Regions from separate parts of the Pan troglodytes genome. Here region 1 is linked to region 2. The links are chromatin contacts, called in public capture Hi-C maps. All regions are on one chromosome and are shown on one strand. Each heading gives the region's core, a stretch centred on a gene start, on an enhancer-like site or on the middle of the called end of the contact. The rest is flanking DNA. Distances are from core to core; before and after follow the strand shown.

Region 1 (6,580 bases), core at 1,617-4,116, 150 kb after region 2:
GTGTGTGTTTGGTTTTTTTTTGAGACAGGGTCTTGCTCTGTCACCCAGGCTGGAGTGCAGTGGCGTGATCTCGGCTCACCGCAACCTCTGCCTCCCAGGTTCAAGCGATTCTCCTGCCTCAGGCTCCCAAGTAGCTGGGATTACAGGCATGCACCACCACGCCCACCAATTTTTGTACTTTTAGTAGAGACGGGGTTTCACTATGTTGGCCAGGCTGGCCTCAAACTCCTGACCCCAAGTGTTCTGCCCACCTTGGCCTCCCAAAGTGTTGGGATTACAGGCATGAGCCACCGCGCCTGGCCTTTTGTGGTCTTTTTGCTCCTGTGTCTTTGGGACTTCCAACAGGACATGCTGCCTCCTGCCACCGAGGCCACTGAGGGTGATGTGACTCTGCCATCAGCCCTCCTGCCCTTCCCTACAGAGGCCAGTGGGGACTGGAGAATGCTGCAGAGGGGATGGTTGGCCAGGGCCCCTCTGTTCTGGAAGCATCCTGCATGAGGCCTTCCCAGTCCCAGGGAACTGACTTTTCCCTTCCATCCTCATCCCTGCCCGGCCTGCTCTGCCAGCCCTGCAGCATTTGGGAGAAACCCTTGAAGCACAGTTCTCCTGGCCTCATTCTGGCCTCAGATTCATGTTGAACTCTGATCTCATAGTTGTCATAGTATCATTCCTGTTTACCTAAGGCTTTGCGCTCCAGGCACCTGACCTAGGACAGGGGTACTTGTGTCTTCTTCCCAGGACAGAAACCAGACGGGCCCCACACAGCAGCAGTGTCTGCACCACAGGCCTGAACCCTGGGACAGCAGGACGTGACTCACGACAGCAGCAAACACTCACACACCTGCCTGGCCCTGTGCTCTGTACACACATGTATTTGTTTATTCTCATAACGACCCTGCAATGACACCCTGTAGTCACTGTCGTCATCCACACTTTGCAGAGAACCTGACGTGTTGAGGCTAAATAACTTGCCCGAGCAGGGGCAGAAGTGGGACTTGGATCCAGCCCGCTGCACTAAAATCCAAGCCCACTACACTAAAATCCAAGCTCTTAACTACCCCACTACCTGCCTCTCTCAGGAGCCACTATAGCCTTTGTGTGCTCCATTGCTATGTAAGGAACAGACTGGTTCAAGGACCACAGGGAAGGGGCCTGCTCCTGGCTGTGTGGCTGGCTGTGGGAGAGCGCTCTAGAAAACTGAGCCCGGGCCGGACATGGTGGCTCAGGCCTATAATCCCAGCACTTTGGGAGGCTGAGGCAGGTGGATCACCTGAGGTCAGGAGTTCAAGACCAGGCTGGCCAACATGGTGAAACCCTGTCTCTAGTAGAAATATAAAAATTAGCCGGGCTTGGTGGTGCACGCCTGTAATCTCAGCTACTTAGGAGGCTGAGGCAGGAGAATCGCTTGAACCCAGGAGGTGGAGGTTGCAATGAGCTGAGATTGTGCCACTGCACTCCAGCCTGGGTGACAGAGCGAGACTCCGTCTCAAAAAAAGAAAAAAGAAAACTGAGCCCAACACTGCCCTTGGAGGGGCCCCTACCTGAGCTTTATTTTTCAAAGGTCCCCGTTGACCCTTGCCAGGTTCCATTCCCCGCCATTGTGTAAGAAGTCCTCAAGGCCAAAGGGACGCACTGCCCAAAGCTCACGTTCCCCCTCCTAGAGCCTGCCGAAGGTAAGCAGAACCCTGGAATTCCCTGCCCAGGCAACCCTAAGCCCCCGATGTGTGCACTCCTAGACCCAAGGGCTGACCAGGGGGTGCTGATCGTTTGTGGCACATTTGCACGAGCATGGACAGGTGTTCGCACACTGGTGCCCAAGGCTTCCTGGAACAGAAACCAGACAGGCCTCACGCAGCACCACTGTCTGCACCACAGGCCTGAACCCTGGGACAGCAGGACATGACTCACAACAGTCATGACACCAGCAAACACTCACACACCTGCCTGGCCCTGTGCCTGTGCTCTGTACACACATGTATACAAAACTCTTTTCTTTTTTCTTTTTTTGAGATGGAGTCTCACTCTGTCACCCAGGCTGGAACGCAATGGCACAATCTCAGCTCACTGCAACCTCCACCTCCTGGGTTCAAATGATTCTCCTGCCTCAGCCTCCCAAGTAGCTGAGATTACAGGTGTGCACCACCACGCCCGGCTAATTTTTGTATTTCTGGTAGAGACAGGGTTTCACCATGTTGGCCGGCCTGGTCTCGAACTCTGTACACACATGTATGCAAAAGGAGCTGGGCACACGCTGGGAGCTGGCTGTCCCACGTCACTCCATTCTAATGCCAGTCCCCGAAGAATTCTAAAGTAGAGCCAGGCTCCCAGGGCAACACCTACCCCTTCTTATTTTCCAGGGCCACTGTGCCATCCAGGCTCTGGAGAGCATCCCCTTTCTGAAGGGTGTCCTCCGTCATTTTTGCGAAGGCTGACATTGCCGGGAGCCATGGCCTGACCCCGATGCCTCTTTCTCTCCTCCTTCCTCAGCTGGGGGGTCCCGTTGGTCATCACTGTGGCAGCCGTCGCCCTGAAGAAGATTGGCTATGATGCCTCGGACGTGTCTGTGGGCTGGTGCTGGATCGACCTGGAGGCCAAGGACCATGTCCTGTGGATGCTGCTGACGGGGAAGCTGTGGGAGATGCTGGCATATGTGCTGCTGCCTCTGCTGTACCTCCTGGTCCGGAAGCACATCAACAGAGCGGTAGGCGCTGCCCTCAGAGCTCAGGGCCCTCTATATGGCTGCTGCGCCCAGGTGCAAGGCCTGGCATTGAGTTTGGCCACCCGAGGGGACAGGTTGCGTCTCTGGGGACAGAACCAGTGATGGGCCAGAGGGGACCAGGCACTTACTGTGCACCAGACACCATGCAACACGCTGTGTTACACGGATCGTGCATTGGTTCCTGCTGCCTCGTTAGGAGCCGGGTCCTGTTACTCCTTTGTAGATAAGGAAACGAGGCTTAGCCGATTAAGGGCCTGTGGGGGCACAGGGCTGCGGCGGACAGGGCTGCTGTGTCGTCGGTCACGGCCCTCTCCTGCCCCCTGGTGGACGGCCTGTGGTGGCTGCTTAAACTCGAGGAATTTAGCGAAAAGGCGAGGACGGACCCAAGGCCGGGCTGCCCCAGGGGAAGGGAGGACTGTGGAATTTCACAATCAGTGATGCAAATAACTCACCTAAATTTTCCTAGTGATTTATTATATCCTAAATGGCAGGGGTTTCCGGAATTCAGAAATGAGTGGGCTGGGCTGGCTGGAGAGCCTAGGAAAGAATGGCTTTCCTCTGACACCTTGGCCCAGTTCCTCCTTGTTCCTGCCTCCCAGTCTGCACATGTGGAACTAGGGGCTTCCTCCTGGCCACAAGCAAACGCCTGCAAAAGGCCACAGATTAACCCATTCTTTAATCCACTCGGTCACTCATTCTGTATGTTATTTTAGTTTTATTTATTTATTTATTTTTGAGACAGGGTCTTGCTCTGTCGCCCAGGTTGGAGTGCAGTGGCACAATCTCGGCTCACTGCAACCTCTGCCTCCCAGGTTCAAGTGGTTCTCCTACCTCAGTCTCCCGAGTAGCTGGGATTATAGGCACGTGCCACCACGCCCAGCTAATTTTTGTTTTTTTAGTAGAGGCAGGGTTTCACCATGTTGGCCAGGCTGGTCTGGAACTCTTGACCTCAAGTGATCCGCCCGCCTCGGACTCCCAAAATGCTGGGATTACAGGCGTGAGCCACCGCGCCTGGCCTCATTCAGTATGTTTTTACTGAGCATCTCCTAGCACCAAAGTGCTGTATAGCATGGGAGTTCATCTTGAGGACTCGGACATGGATCCTGCCCTCCTGGAGAGAGGCAGAAGTGCAAGTAACTACAGGCAAAGATTCAATGTGAGGAGTGGCTGGGGCAGTAAGATAGGTCCAGAGGAAATGCTCTAAATTTAGACTTCCGGGCTCATCCTGCAGGCTTGCTGGCGTGAGTCCCTGTGTTTCTATTTGCCCTCTGAGTTTTCAGGGCTGAAATTGTAGGAGGGTGTGTACCCATCTTGTAGGCCATTCTGTCCTCCCAGCAGCCATTTCTGAGCCAGGATGCACCTTGCAGCTGTGGCCATCTGGACACCTAATCCCCACCCTCCACTCCCGTTGTGTCTTCTCACGTCAAGACCTTTAGTTTTCTCTTTTCTTCTTGCTTGGAAATGTAACCAGTTCTCACCCGCCCTAGACCCCGCTTCTGCCTCAGGTGGAGTCCTTGCTGGAGATGGTTGTGGGACTTCCCATTGGTCTGAAATCTTTTTGGACTGGGTGCGGTAGCTCATGCCCATAATCCCAACAGTTTGGGGGGCCGAGGTGGGTGGATCACTTGAGGTCAGGAGTTCCAGACCAGTGTGGCCAACACAGTGAAACCCTGTCTCTACCAAAAATAACAAAAATTAGCTGGATGTGGTGACACACGCCTGTAGTCCCAGCTACTCGGGAGACTGAAGCAGGAGAATCACTTGAACCCAAGAAATGGAGGTTGCGGTGAGCCGAGGTTACGCCACTGCACTCCAGCCTGGGCGACAGAGCAAGACTGCACCTCAAAAAAAATAAATAAAAATTAAAATTAAGGCTGGGCATGGTGGCTCACACCTGTAATCCCAGCACTTTGGGAGGCCGAGGCAGGTAGATCACCTGAGGTCAGGAGTTCAAGACCAGCCTGGCCAACGTGGTGAAACCCCGTCTCTAATAAAAATACAAAAATTAGCCGGGCGTGGTGGCAGGTGCCTGGAATCCCAGCTACTGAGGAGGCTGAGGCAGGAGAATCACTTGAACCCGGGAGGCAGAGGTTGCAGTGAGCCGAGATTGCACCATTGTACTCTAGCCTGGGCCACAGAGCAAGACTCCATCTCAAAAAAAAAAAAAAAAAAAAATTAGGGCCGGGCGCGGTGGCTCACGCCTGTAATCCCAGCGCTTTGGAAGACCGAGGTGGGCGGATCACGAGGTCAGGAGATCGAGACCAACACGGTGAAACTCTGTCTCTATGAAAAATACAAAAAATTAGCTGAGCGTGGTGGCGGGCACCTATAGTCCCAGCTACTCAGGAGGCTGAGGTAGGAGAATGGTGTGAACCCGGGAGGCGGAGCTTGCAGTGAGCTGAGATCGCGCCACTGCACTCCAGCCTGGGTGACAGAGAGACTCCTTCTCAAAAAAAAAAATTAGCTGGTGTGCTGGTGCATGTCTATAGTCCCAGCTACTTGAGAGGCTGAGACAGTGAGGCAGGAGGATCACTTGAGCCTGGGAGTTCACTGTATTCCAGCCTGGGTGACAGAGTGAGACCCTGTCTCAAAAAAAAGAAAAAATGAAATCATCTTTTGTCTTCTTCTAGACTTTTATTAGTAGTTGGTCTCCTGCCCAGGTGATGAATGCCCTCCTCACCTCCTCTTCTTTTCCACTGCCCTGGAAAGTTTCCGGGACCCCTGATGAAGTATCCCAGGCGCTCCACCAGGCCCTGCCCAGGACTCTTCTCTACAGATGCCCTTTGTGTGTCTTTCTTTCTGCCTTTCCTTTGGCAGGGCAGGAAGCCTACAGGGCTGAGGCTGACCCTTACGGGTGACAATGGGTCCTCTTTTCCAAATCAGCAAGTGTTTCAGAAAAACGGGATAGAAGTGGGCAGGTTGCTGAGAATGTGCTAGTTGCCTCTAGCTAGGAATGAGCCAAGAATCGGTGAGCTGGGACAGGCACTGCTAGGAGCAGACAGTAGCCAAGCTAGTGGGCAGTTCCTGCAGCTGCCCCACCCTGTAGCTCCCCTGCTGGTTTCGGAGGGGTGAAGCAGGACTGCCAGCTCCCTGGGCTGCTGCTAAAAGCCACAGGAGGAGGAGGGGGGGAGGGGGAGGGGGAGGGGGGGTGGGAGGACGGGGAGGAGGAGGAGGAGGGCGGCTCTGAGCAGGTTAGTTGCAGAAGATTGGGGGCTGAGAGATACCACGATGCAGCAGTGACTCCACAAGACACCAGGTGCTGGCAGAATACCTTGGGTGTCTCCCCTCCCCTGGGCCTTCAGCATCCCAGGCACAGGACCGGCTCAAAAATGCATTTTTTGTTTTTGAGGCAGCGTCTCACTGTGTTGCCCAGGCTGGAGTGCAGTGGCTCAATCTTGGCTCACTGCAACCTCCACCTCTGGCTCACTGCAACTTCCACCTCAGTCTCCTGAGTAGCTGGGACTACTGGTGTGTGCCACCACACCTGGCTAATTTTGTTTTTGTTTTTAAGGCAGAGTCTTGCTCTGTTGCCCAGGTTGGAGTGTAATGGCAAATCTGAGCTCACTGTAACCTCTGCCTCCCGGGTTCAAGCAATTCTCATGCCTCAGCCTCCCAAGTAGCTGGAACCACAGGTGTGCGCCACCATGCCTCGATAATTTTTTTGTATTTTTAGTAGACAGGTTTCACCATTTTGGCCAGCCTGGTCTTGAACTCCTGGCCTCAAGTGATCCAGACCATCTTAGCCTCTCAAAGTGCTGGGATTACAGGCATGAGCCACTGTGCCCGCGCCTAGCCTAATTTTGTATTTTTAGTAGAGTCGGGGTTTCACCATGTTAGCCAGGCTGGTCTTGAACACCTGGC
Region 2 (6,578 bases), core at 2,747-5,246:
AAAAAGAAAAGAAAAGAAAAGAAAAGAAAAAGAAAACAGGATATAAAGTGACCAAAATAAACAGAACTTCAATAAATGAAAAATATAATTGGAAACTAGAAATTCAGTAGATGGGCCTTACAGATGAGAAACAGCTGAAAAGAGTCAGCTAGCAGAAGACAGAGCTGAGGCGATTCTCCCAAATGCTGGACACAGAGACAAAAAGATCCATGCTCGGACACATACAGGATGACTCTTGTTCAAAATTAAACAACAGGTTGTTTAGGGAACTAGGCGTGCATGGAAACAGAAAGAGAAGTGAGGGAATAATCTATCCACAACTTGGAAGTGTAAGATGAGGAAATAGGTCAGAACGTGGGGAGGGACACGCAGGAGAATCAAATTCTTTTTTAAAAACGGGTGGTAGGTGCATCCCCGTTTGTTATACCATAGTTCTGTATCTCTTCCATGCATTCTGTAAACTTTAAATTTACCTAGTATCTAGTTAACATTTAATTCCAACAGACAAAAAGCAGCAGATCCTAAGTTCAGGCCTGCTGAGCCCAGCATGCTCCCCTCCCAGCAGCCACTCTGGGTCCATGGCGCCAGTCCTGGGCACCTGCCCTGACCAGGTTGGTGGTGTGCACTCTCCGGCCAACCAGACAGCAAGCATGTCCAGGTCACAGCTGGGGGAACAACCTGCCCTGAATCCAGCCCGATATGCCATTCCCGACAGCAGCACCAGTGTTGGGGGGCAAGAAATGAAGCCGGCAGCCACTCGTAGGAAGGCACTCTGTCCCCGGCCATAACAACCAGGAGCTGGAGGGTGCAGCTCTGTCCAGGGATACTAAACCTTCAAATGAGCAGGAAGTCCAGCCCAACTGTGCCAACCAAAATGCCAAGAGTGGTCTCCACTGGGAAAACAATGGCTGAGATCCCCCAGCTCTGTAGTGTTGTGGCCTTCAAGTTCTTGTGCTATTGTTGAGAAGACATCCAGAAAAAGAGAAACTGATGCCAGCAATGTTTGTGGATCAGTCCATTTATCCTCAGAATAACAACATATAAGGAGGCCCCTCTATTTCCCCTATTTTAAAATATAAGGAACCTGAAGTTCAGAGAGGTTGGATAACTTACCCAAGGTCACACACAGCTGGTAAAGAGGTAAAAATAGCTTCAAACCCAGGCAGTTGGACCCAGAGCCTGCAATTCTTACCCCCAAAACATTTCCCTTTTAATTACCCACTCTTCAACCCTACAACAGAACGGTGTGAAGTTGAGTGGCGTGGGCACCACTGGCCTTTAGAAACAGAGCACAATGAAGAAGACGGCTGAGCTTCTGGAAGGAGGGGTCTAGGGCAAAGCTCAGAGATTCCAATGCCTACCGGGGCCAGCAAAAGCGAAAAGGATGGAGTAAGGCTGGTGTCCCTCAGAGGTACAGTTAAGTACCTCAGGTGCATTCAGGTGGTGCCTCACAGGAGTGTGGGCCCAGGGTGACCAAATCTTCCAATTCTCCTTTTCGGGAGAATGTAAAAAGACAATTCTTCCCTTCCCCTGCAATAATAGAACAGGAAAATCAGGAATATCTTGTATTTGAAAGGGACCTAAGGCCTGGCGCAGTGGCTTATGCTTGTAATCCCAGCACTTTGGGAGGCTGAGGTGGGCAGATCTCCTGAGTCCAGGAGTTCAAGACCAGCCTAGGCAACATGGCAAAACCCCATCTCTACAAAAAATACAAAAATTAGCTGGGCATGGTGAAATACACCTGTGGTCCCACCTACTTGGGAGGCTGAGGTGGGAGGATCACTTAAGCCTAGGAGGTCGAGGCTGCAGTGGGCTATGATTGCACCACTGCCCTCCAGCCAGGGCGACAGATAAAGACCCTGTCTCCAAAAATAAAAAATAAAAAATAAATAAATAAATAAGAGTTCTTGGCCTCAAACAGTTAAACAGAGTCATGATCCTCCAGCAACCCCACTCCTGGGTTTATACTCAAGAGAAATAAAAATGCAGGTCCACACAAAAGCTTGTACATGAATGCTCATTGCAGCATTATATATAACAGCCAAAAAGTAGAGGCAACCCAAATGTCCACTAACTGGTGACTGGATAAAGTATGGTATATCTATACAATAAGATATTATTCAGCAGTAAAAAGAAATGAAGTGCTGGTACATGCTAGAACATGGGTGAACTCTGAACCCAGGATGCTAACTGATGGAAACCACACACCGTATGATCCTATATGTACAAAATATCCAGAACAGGCAACCCCGCAGAGAGAATGCATTTCTGTGGTTGCCAGGAGCTGGGGAGAGGGGGAAATTGTGGGATGACAACTAAGGGGTACAGGGCTTCCTTTGCCGTGATGAACATGTCCTAAAATTGATTGTGGTACTGACACACAACTCTGTGAATACACGAAAGCTCACTGGCCTGTCCACCTTAACTGGGTAAAGTGTAGTAGGATTTGTGAGTTACAGCTCAATAAAACTTTTTTAAAAAGGTTTTAGAACAGGGAAGCAGAAGCACGAAAGAGGTACTTCAGGAAGATGAAGCTGTCTGCGACCTCCAAGATGAACAGGATGGGACTGGTGGTAGTGAAATCAGTGAGGCAGCCTTTGCTGCCATCAAAGGAAGTAACAAAGGTAGGAGGGAACCAAGTCACAGTGAACTGCAAAGAAGTTATTATAGCAGATGAATACAAACTACTTGGTGACTGGCTGGATCCTTGAATGGTGGTACAGAGCTGTGATCTGGAGTGTGGTCTCTGGAGCCAGGCTGCTCCAGTTTATTTTATCTTATCTTATTTTGTTTTATTTTATTGGAGATGGAGTCTCCCCCTGTTACCCAGGCTGGAGTGCAGTGGCGTGATCTTGGCTCACTGTAACCTTCGCCTCCTGGGTTCAAGCAATTCTCCTGCCTCAGCCTCCCGAGTAGCTGGGATTACAGGCACACACTACCATGCCTGGATAATTTTTGTATTTTTAGTGGAGATGGGGTTTCACCATTTGACCAGGCTGGTCTTGAACTCCTGACCTCAAGTGATCCACCCGTCTCAGCCTCCCAAAGTGCTGGGATTACAGGTATAAGCCACTGTGCCCAGCCTGCCGCGGTTTAAATACCGGCTCTGCCATCTTTCAGCCCTGTGATCTCCAGCAACTGACGTCACCTCACATACCAACAAGCAACAATCCCCGCACCTCCCTTACAGGGCTTCTGTGGGCCTGAAGGAGTTAATATCCACACAGGGCTTGGAACAGTGGCTAGCACACAGGAAACACTGATAAAGACTGGTTGGAATTTTTCTTATGACAGATGCTGTAAGAGAAGGGCTACCAGCCTGGTCACTCAGAGAGCACTGTTCCCATTTGAAATAAAGAGGTTAGAAAACACAGTTGGTATTTCATGAGAAAAATGCAGTGATGGTTTTCATTCTAAATCTGCTGAATCTGAAGGGATGGTGCAACACCCCATGAAATGATCTAAAAGGCGGCTGGAAGTATAAACTAGGGCCTGGGGAGACAACGCACACTGGAGATAAACTGGATTTCATCAAACCTGAAATGCCATCAGTGGCGGAAGCATCGCTGTTTTATAACCCCTAAGAAAGAAAAGGGTTTCCAGTTCCAGTATGTCACCCCATTAAGGATAAACCCAACTTCAGAGACGTCCAAATATGAAAAATATGTCTTCCAATCAATGAATTACAGTGGATTTATATGTCAACAGCATACTCAAAGCTTTAAAAACAGATGAATTTTTGATGAAGGGAACACAACAGAGTCCCTAAAAGCCCTGTTATCTGCTTACTATTCATTAATGTAGCGAATCCCTAAGCGGCCCCTTTCCTATTTTTATCCTCTCTCAATTCTCAAAAAGAATGCATTCCACGGGTTTACTACCTGCTGGGTAAAAGAGAGCTTCCTTTATTCCTTAATTTCAAGCTTCAGGGGGTGCGCCTGTGTTTAACACGGCCTGTAGATTTATGGACTTTGCCTGGTTGGCTCCGTCTTTTCAGAGTTTAATGCAGTGACCGGGACTGTGGCCTGGCACCTCCCCGGGAAGAGGCCATGCAGCTGAGTGCAAGGACAGGAGGCGAGGGGCTGGCCCTCCTGCTGATGTTGATCTTTTCTAGTTACTGCCCATTATTGTGGACTGATTTCTCCTAAAAATGATCTATATTGGCTCCTAGTGTATTTTCCCGGGTTGAAAGTTGAGGGTTGAAACCCATCAGTATATGAAAAGGATAGAGAAAAGCACAACCAGGGTGGACACTGGGAGGAAAGACCCCCTGTAAACTTGGCTCCCACCTGTGCGCATCCAGAGCTCGTCCAAGGTCAGAGGATGACAAAGCAGGGGGGCCATGGCTGTGCCCGCCAGCTGTGCTGCTCAGACTCATAACAGAGAGTAACAGCTAGAAAGCACTTCTCCCCTTCGGCCCCGTCGTTCTACTGCCGAAGTATATACTTAAAGGGAATATGTTTTTTAAAATGCTCATAAATGTTCTCGAATTAGATAGTAGTTGCATAACTTTGTAAATATACTAAAAACCACTTAATTTTATATTTTAAAAGCGTAAATTTTGTGGTATGTGCATTGTATCTCAATTTTTAAAAAAGCTCACAAAGTACTATCTAAGATAGAAGCCGGGGAGGTGGAGCACTCCTGTAGTCTCAGCTATTTGGGAGGTTAAAGCAAGAGAGGATCGCTTGAGACCAGGCGTTCAAGACCGGCCTGGGTAACATAACAAGACTCCAAGATAATAATAATAAAATAGCAAAAAACTAGAAACAACCAAAAAGCTTAATAAAGAGTTTATAACACATATTCTGTGGTATGAACAGAACTGAACAGAAATATAAATATTAAAAGGTATATGTTGTGCAGACTGCTAATACATAGAGATTTAAGCATGTATACAACTGTGTATGTATATGTGAGAGAGAAATATGACATAAAGAATGGACATAAAAGTATGACAGATCAATTACAGGATTTATATAATAATCCAATATAAGTCACGTGGAACTCAGACACACTGCAAGAACACTGCCGCTGCCTCTCCTTGCAAACTTGGAAGAACAACAACACTTCCATTTGTAACGTATTTCCGTGTGCATTATCTGATTTAATCCTTAGAACCACCCAAGAGAGAGAGGTGCCGGGGCTATCAGCATTGTATAGATGTGCGCTGAAGGTCACAGCCTTCAGAACCGGGACCAGAAACCCCTTCCTCATTGCTTCCACATTGTGGGAAATCCAGGTTTTCTCAACAAAAATAGATTAAAAAAAAAAAAAAGACAACTAAGAGCCAGCTGCAATCCCTATCAACACCTTCTGGGATTACTAAAAATAAAAAGAGGTGAGGGCCAAGGAGAGCGCAGTGTGCTTGCTGGTGCTCTCTCTGGACAGGAGATCCGGCAGCTGCCCTGGGCTCACCTTGCAGACAGCTCTGCAGAGGGGGCGGGAAGGGGAACCGGCCCTGCTGAGTGAGCTCCTGGCCCCTTCTGGCACACCAGGCTGGAAGGCGGGACAGCTGGTGTGTGCCTGGAAGGACCCTGGATGCCCTGGTCCCTCAGTGAGAGGCAGTGAACGGTCACTCCAGCCCTCAGAGGTGGGCAAGCATCAAGCTCCTTTCCCCCATGTCAGGACAGGGACCCTCCCAGCAGTGATGTCCTCAGGAAGTCTCCCTCCTTCTTTCTAACAACAACAACAACAACAGCAGCAGCAACAACAACAGCAGCAGGCCTTCTACACAGAGGGGAAACTAGGGCAGCAAGGAGACTGGCCTCGAGTGCGTTCCAGCAGGGAGGCCAACTGCTGAGGGCCTGGCCAGCTGGGGAGGCTGTGGAGCTCAGTGGTTAGAGGCTCAGGCTCTGAGGTGCCAAGACCTCAGTTCCAATTCCAGCACTCCCGACAGAAAAGGCAGCCGGACCCAGACAGCTGAACACAGCCCATTAATCACATGGGCCCACCTGTCTGCAGAGCCCTCCCGATGCCATGATGAGGGCCAGCCAGGGTCATCTCTGGGATGAAGGAGGCTCAGTGACTCTCCTTTTATGGCCCATGCTGCTTCGAGACCCCAGCCAGGGTACCCAGGGGGGCTGTGACTCTCAGGGGCTCACGGACTGGGACGCACAGGAGGAGCACCCCAGGTCAGGCTGAGAGGGAGCTGGGAACCAGATCGCGTCTTCCTTTCCTCCTCCCCACCCCCTCCGGCCTGTGCAGCAGCCTTGACTCTGCAGCAAACTCCTCTGGGCCAGAGGCTGCAGCAGGAAAAAAAAAAACAACACTCACCCAGCATGGAGGATGGAGGGGAGGGAGCCGGGGAAGCCGGCTTCCACCCACTTAGATGTGTGTGATGCGGGTGGGGGAAGACATCCAAACGACCTTGCAGCTCAGAAGTCCCTTTCCCGGGGCCTGCAGCAGCTCTGGACCGGGAATGCTCCATTTCCCAAGCCTGGCTTGCAGCCCCTCCCTTCCCAGCACTCAGGGTGCTGGCTTCGGTTACGCAGGTGCCACCCCTGCCTAGGAGTCAGCTAGGGTTGCACCACTGCAGGGGTGGAGGGCAGCTGGGATCCACCGGAACCCTTGGCAGG

Evidence for each region. Capture Hi-C pulls out chosen DNA fragments and counts their contacts.
Region 1: a contact with region 2 is called in a capture Hi-C map of stem cell-derived neural stem cells, with 3 times the contacts expected there. The contact joins two enhancer-like sites. A contact is called at or near these places in 2 of 7 Hi-C or Micro-C datasets (both in induced pluripotent stem cells) and 1 of 1 other capture datasets (stem cell-derived neural stem cells).

The regions. Positions count from the first base shown.
Region 1 is chr1:222,893,020-222,899,599 of NHGRI_mPanTro3-v2.0_pri, forward strand. It overlaps GPR157 (G protein-coupled receptor 157), which reads left to right. Exons shown (of 4, transcript XM_016953592.4): 2 at 2,488-2,701. Among named protein-coding and RNA genes, the nearest start is that of GPR157, 18 kb to the left of the region's middle. Within about 2 kb of position 2,867, at least 1 of the 24 cell types and tissues checked has an H3K27ac peak or open chromatin away from gene starts, as enhancers often do. A contact at or near this core is called in stem cell-derived neural stem cells, where this site is marked.
Region 2 is chr1:222,744,330-222,750,907 of NHGRI_mPanTro3-v2.0_pri, forward strand. The region is part of intron 3 of H6PD (hexose-6-phosphate dehydrogenase/glucose 1-dehydrogenase); the gene reads right to left. Among named protein-coding and RNA genes, the nearest start is that of H6PD, 19 kb to the right of the region's middle. Within about 2 kb of position 3,997, at least 7 of the 24 cell types and tissues checked have an H3K27ac peak or open chromatin away from gene starts, as enhancers often do. A contact at or near this core is called in stem cell-derived neural stem cells, where this site is marked.